2 separate regions of the Oryctolagus cuniculus genome follow, and region 1 is linked to region 2. A link is a contact called in public Hi-C data. All regions are on one chromosome and are shown on one strand. The core of a region is the stretch at or near the end of the contact, and the rest is flanking DNA. Distances in the headings are between cores, read along the strand shown. Region 1 overlaps TLE1 (TLE family member 1, transcriptional corepressor). Region 2 holds the start of TLE1 (TLE family member 1, transcriptional corepressor).

What was found. A called contact is a pair of places that touch in the nucleus more often than the background predicts.
Region 1: a Hi-C map of an unstated tissue shows a contact between it and region 2, with 1.9 times the contacts expected there. The contact joins the enhancer-like site here to the promoter of TLE1 in region 2. A contact is called at or near these places in 2 of 6 Hi-C or Micro-C datasets (ear pinna and an unstated tissue).

What each region holds. Positions count from the first base shown.
Region 1 is chr1:148,627,613-148,630,357 of mOryCun1.1, forward strand. It overlaps TLE1 (TLE family member 1, transcriptional corepressor), which reads left to right. Exons shown (of 18, transcript XM_070050403.1): 13 at 980-1,229. Among named protein-coding and RNA genes, the nearest start is that of TLE1, 88 kb to the left of the region's middle. Within about 2 kb of position 1,284, at least 2 of the 8 cell types and tissues checked have an H3K27ac peak or open chromatin away from gene starts, as enhancers often do.
Region 2 is chr1:148,539,707-148,542,609 of mOryCun1.1, forward strand. It overlaps TLE1 (TLE family member 1, transcriptional corepressor), which reads left to right and starts at 1,443. Exons shown (of 18, transcript XM_070050403.1): 1 at 1,443-1,823; 2 at 2,627-2,727. The coding sequence starts at 1,800. LOC100355171 reads right to left here and starts at 372. Exons shown (of 4, transcript XM_070050415.1): 1 at 95-372. The coding sequence starts at 322.

The DNA.
Region 1 (2,745 bases), core at 34-2,533, 88 kb after region 2:
TTCCTCACTTTCTGTTCTCTCCTTCAGCACTTGATTCCATTTCCAGAGTAACCTGGTAGCCTAACAGGGCTGCAGGATCTCCAGTCACGTTGCTTATAGTTCAGGTGGAAGGAAGGACGAAGCAAAGAGGACGGCCATGTCCTTTCTTTTTAATTAATAAACTTTATTTTTTAGAACAGTTTTAGGTTTGTAGCAAAATTGAGCAGAAAGTACACAGAGTTCCCATACCCTTCCTTTCCTCCCTCCCTTCTAAGTGAAGAATTTCCTCAAACTGCCATCCGGGAGCTTAGGCTGTTGGTCAGAATTTGGGAACACCTGGCTGAAGGGAACCTGGGAAGAGTAGTGTTTTAGCTGGGAGCTCAGTGCCTTAGAAAAATCTCCAAGGATCACGGCCAAGGTAGTCAAGGGAGTTGTTGGGATGTAAATCCCGGTCACAAAGCTATTGGACGTGGGAGAATCTTACTTTCTCTTGCTTATGGAAAAGGGACTTTAAGCCCAAGCCTTAAAGTGATGTGTTTGGAAAACTGTTCTTTTGTTTGTTAACATTGAAATATACTATTTATATAATTCTTGTGCGTTTTAGGAGCTCTATCTTAGGCACTGACAGTAATTGTTCTAAATTATACTAAGAAAGCACACGATTATACAAGGTACATGGAAGGACTTATTTTATGTTAATTTGGAAGCACATTAAATGTTTTACAGTGGGATTTGAAGGGGTGCTTCATAGAATGGGTTAGCACGGTTTTTAAATCTTAAAAAAATTCTAAAAATATAGTTCAACATAGGTGTCTTTTGGTACACTGTGGATTCTGTTTACTTTTAATTTATTGCATTGTAAATACTTCACCATGTACAGATTTCAAAAGGAAACTTTGCTTTTCTCTGTGTTTCCCTTAGAGCAGTGCCGAGGTCCTAAACACTTCCTTTATGATAAATGAGTCTTCTGTTTTCTTTCCAATTGTCCCCTCTCCAAAAGTGCATACTCCTTCCATGTGACTGCAGACGGCCAGATGCAGCCAGTCCCCTTCCCCCCCGACGCCCTCATCGGACCTGGGATCCCCCGACACGCTCGCCAGATCAACACCCTCAACCACGGGGAGGTGGTGTGCGCCGTGACGATCAGCAACCCCACGAGGCACGTGTACACGGGCGGCAAGGGCTGCGTCAAGGTCTGGGACATCAGCCACCCTGGCAACAAGAGCCCCGTCTCGCAGCTCGACTGTCTGGTGAGTGAGCAGGAACTGGTGCATGGGGGTAATTTCTCCCTGGAGACTCAATAAGGAAATAACTGTCCAGGCCCGGGTTTTATTCCCATTATGAGGAAATGGAAGCCCCTTCTGTTTCCTGTGTTAGTTACTTGGCTCCCCCACCCAGCCTGCTCCTATAACCCTGAAGCTTGCATTTGTTGCTGTTGCAGTGGTTACATTTCAAAGTGGGTGGATTTCTTGTTTTAAACACTGTCTGGTGGCTTACAGAATTTCTCCTTGTGTGGGTGTGTATCATGCTGAATTTTCCCATTTAGTGGGCCCAAGTATGGCCATGCCTGGACTCTGATCCCTGCAATCTACTTTAATTTCCCTATATCCTTCAGATAAACATTGCCTAGTAAACATTGGATAACATGGCATAAAAACCATTCTGAACGGGGTCTGTGTTTTTAAGGGAGCCCTGGGACAGCTGGTTGGGTTTTATGACCTTAACTTCAGGAAAGGGTGAAAGGGTCACCTTGCAAAAAATAAGGGCAGTAGTCAGGAGAACAGGAGCCGCGAGAATGCTTTCATGGTCCCTGTACCGTGTTGTGCATATTTCAGGGTCATCCCAGATACAGGAACAAGTTCCTGTCTCTCAGGTGTAACCCAGCATTTACAGACCACATACCATTGGCCCTAAGCAGACTCATGGCTGCCTGCCCTGACCCGTGGTGAGGGCCTGACCTCCACTGCTGCACTTGGTGCCACATACCTGCTGCCCGCCTGACAAGCACAGGGGTTCCAGAGAGTTTTTCCAAAAAGCAGAGTGACAGGGTTTTTTGAAGCATAAAGACTTTTTGAGGGTAGTTATTTGTGTAAAAATTTTTTAAAGATTTATTTATTTATTTGAAAGGCAGAGTGTCAGAGACAGAGGGAAAGACAGAGAGATCTTCTATTCACTGGTTCACTCCCCAAATGGTCACAATGGCTGGAGCTGGGCTAGGCCAAAGCCAGGGGACAGAAACTCTATCCAGGTCTCCCATGTGGGTGCAGGAGCCTAGTGCTTGGACCATCTTCCTCTGCTCTCCTAGATGCTTTAGCAGAGAGCTGGATTGGAAACAGAGCATCCGGGAATCTAACCAGTGCTCTGATATGGGATGCCGGCTTTGCAGTTGGTAGCTTAACCTGCTGTTCCACGACACTGGCCCCTTTGTAATTTTTAGAAATCAGATAATTTACAAACATCTTCGTTAGTGAGACTTGTACTTAAAAACAGCCCAATATTCTGTAATAGTGGAAGTAGAATTTTATGCTTAAAGTTTTTTCTAATCTTTGGAAGATGGGCCATTGCTACAGAGTACAAACTTCAGCTCTGTTCCTTTGGGTTGAAGTTGGAAGACAGCATTCCCTTTTTCTGAAGGTGCGCTCAGGTTGTGTCCCTCCTCCTCTTCTCATAGGAACAGTGTGGATGGAGAGATGCCCTCTTTTCTCTGTTTCTGTGACTTCTGTGTTGGACAGGGTTAAATGTGACAGCAGCCCTGTTATAGCTTGA
Region 2 (2,903 bases), core at 193-2,692:
GGTCCCTCCCGCCAGCGCGCGCCCGCGCGCTCCCCAGCCGGGCCCACGTTACTTTGATTGACAGCCCGGCCCCGCCGCTCTCCTTCCCACCGACCTTCCCATCCTTCGTGCCAATCTCCGCGTCGCGCCGCCTCTCATTGGCTGCTTTTGGAGTCCCGCGGCTCCTCCAGGAACAGTTCCTCCCCGAGCCCGGGAGGACGCGGCTGGCGGAGGAGGGGCGGAGGGGGTGGGAGGGGAGACGGGGGAGACGGCGGAGATGGAAGCGAGCGGGGAGGGCGCAGGGGGAGCGGGAGGCACGGCCAGTCCGGCGCGGCGCCGCCATAGGCTCGAGGGAGGCGTGGCGTCAGTGCCCCACGTTGGGCGCGGCGAACGCGATTGGTTGATGCGGGCCCCCCTACTCCCCCGGCAGCCTCCCGGGCCCACGTCCCCCGCCGGCTCCGAGCTCGCGGCCCCCGCCCGCGCGGGGCTGGGCGGGGCCGGCGCTGGTTAGCTCCGGAGTGTGAAACCGCGTGTTAATGTAACCGGTGCGAGAGGCGCGGGCGGCGGCGGCTGTAGGAGCAGCGGCGGCGGCGGCGGCGGCGGCGGGTACCCTGTGCCCACGTCCCCGAGGCAACCGATCGCGCCACCCCCCCTGCCCTCGCACGGCCGGGCGAGACCCGAGCCCTCAGCTCGGACCTCCGCTGGCCCGCGCGCGGAGACCCGAGCCCCGCCGGGATTACTCGGACTCGTCGGCGGAGTTTGCCCGCCGGGGCGGGAGGCCGAGCGGCGGAGCGCACTCCTGCTCTTCTCCCCACCGTCTCGTGGATGTCGTTCCTCGGGTCGTGAGGGAACTTTGCAGCGGGCTGGAGCGCCCTTCACGGAGAGGCAGACGAGGGGAAGGAAAGGAAGAGGGCCGAAGAAGAAGGGTCCGGAGCGGCCGTGCGGGGCGAGTACGCATGGGCTGCGGCGCCCTGATGCGCCCCGGGCTGGAGGAGCAGCGGGTGGCTCCGGGACTGCCCTCCGTGGAGTAGCTCTGTCGGGCCAGGAGGGTTTGTGCAACCGCGGAGAACACCGATTGCCGGTTGCGCGGGGCGTGCCGAGCCGCCTCACGGCGCGCCCTCCGCACTTTCCCCGCCTCGTCATCCCTTGCTGCCCGGTCCGGGCTGAGGCTTCGGACCACCGGGCTCGGAGCCTCCGCTTCGGCTCTGAGATCGCTCCCTACTGCCTCCCACGAAGAGCGCCCGACTCCGGGGCGCAGCCGGGACCGGCGGGGGTCGGCCCGGAGCGCCGCCGCTCCTTGTGTGTGTGTGTGTGTGTGTGTGAGAGGTGAGCCGGGGGCGCCGCGCCACCTGCACCTCGCCCGCCCCTGCGAGGAGACCGAGCAGGAGAAGAGCGAAGGAAAGCAGCCCGCCTGGATTTGTTTGCCCGCGACGGGCGCCGCGCACGCGGATCGCCCAAGGGGAGCGCAGCCCGAGTCGCCGCGTCTCCACCTCACCGCCCCGGGCGTCTGAGGCCCGCGGGTTGGAGCACAGTCGCTGTGCGCTCTCCCCCCGGCGCCGGCGGCGCCGCGCAGGTCCTTGGAGCAGCTGGGCCCGGGGCGTCCCGAGATGTGGCCCTGAGGGCGGGAGCCCGCACCGGCGGGAGCAGCAGCAGCCGCGGGCGCCGAGTGGCCGGTGCGTCTCGCCGAGCGCGCCTGCGTGCGTGGCCAGCGCGCTCCCCGCTTCTGCCCGGCTGAATTGTCCTCGGCGGGATTAAAGTTGGAAATTGAGCGGAGAATTGAGTTGCCCGGGAACAGAGCTGCGGCCGCCGCCAGAAGAGCAATGTTCCCGCAGAGCCGGCACCCGGTGAGGCGCGGCCGGGTGGGTGGGGGCAGGCGCGCGGGGCTTGGGAGACTCGGTCTTGTGCAGTAGGGTCGTGGGCGGCTGTCGTACACCCCCGGCACCCGGCGGCGCGAGGCCAGGGGCTCCTGGTCCCTCCCTCCGTGGGGTGGCGAGTGAGCTGAAACTCAAGTCCCCCACCCCACCCCACCCCCTTCCCCTCTGGGGCCCCTTCCTAGTTGACGTCTAGACCGGGCGGACGCGAGCGCTGGGGGAGGCTGGGGTTTCTCTCCCCAGCCACATCCTGCGCTTTTCCCCGAGGCGGGTTTGGCGGCCCCCCTTTGTTTCTCGTCTCGCCTATTTACATGTCAATGCGGCCCCCGTTCCGGTGCGTCCGGAGGTGGCCCTGGCGACTCTGGGAATGGAGGACTTAAGGGAGTTGTTTTTCTCCTCCGGTCCCCGGGGTCATTGTCGCCCCCGTGGGGGAGGGGGCGACGACGACGACGTTCTGGTCTGGTCCCCGCACGCCGCACCCCCCAGGTCGCCAGGCAGTCCTCTCTACTCGGGCGGGTTGACCCGGGAGCACTTGGCGAGATCTGCCCAGGAGGCCGAAAGAGCTTCCGAGCCTTTTTAGAAGCTGGGGGTTGGGAGTGTGTGGGGGGGTCCGTTTCCCCCCTCCCCAAAGTGAAGCTCAGACTTGAGTTTGGGTCTCCGTTTTCTGCCGTCTCTAACTTTTTTGTTTATGTCCCACCCGTTCTTGCCTCTCCTGACTTTATCCGTCTGCCCGCCCGCATCCCCGTCCCTCGGTGCCCATCGCCGATCGCCCCCAGACGCCGCACCAGGCTGCAGGCCAACCCTTCAAGTTCACTATCCCTGAGTCCCTGGACAGGATTAAGGAGGAATTCCAGTTCCTGCAGGCGCAGTATCACAGGTGCGTGTCCGGCTGAGCGGGCGGCCCCTTAGCCCCTCGGTCGCCCAGCCCGGTGGTGGCGTTGGCTGTATTGAGTGCTTGCGTCCAGGCGGTGGCGTGTGGAGTCGCAGTTCAGACCTGTCATTCACGGTACCCCCTTTCCCGGCTCTTCCCGGGCCGGCTCTGCTTCTGTCTCC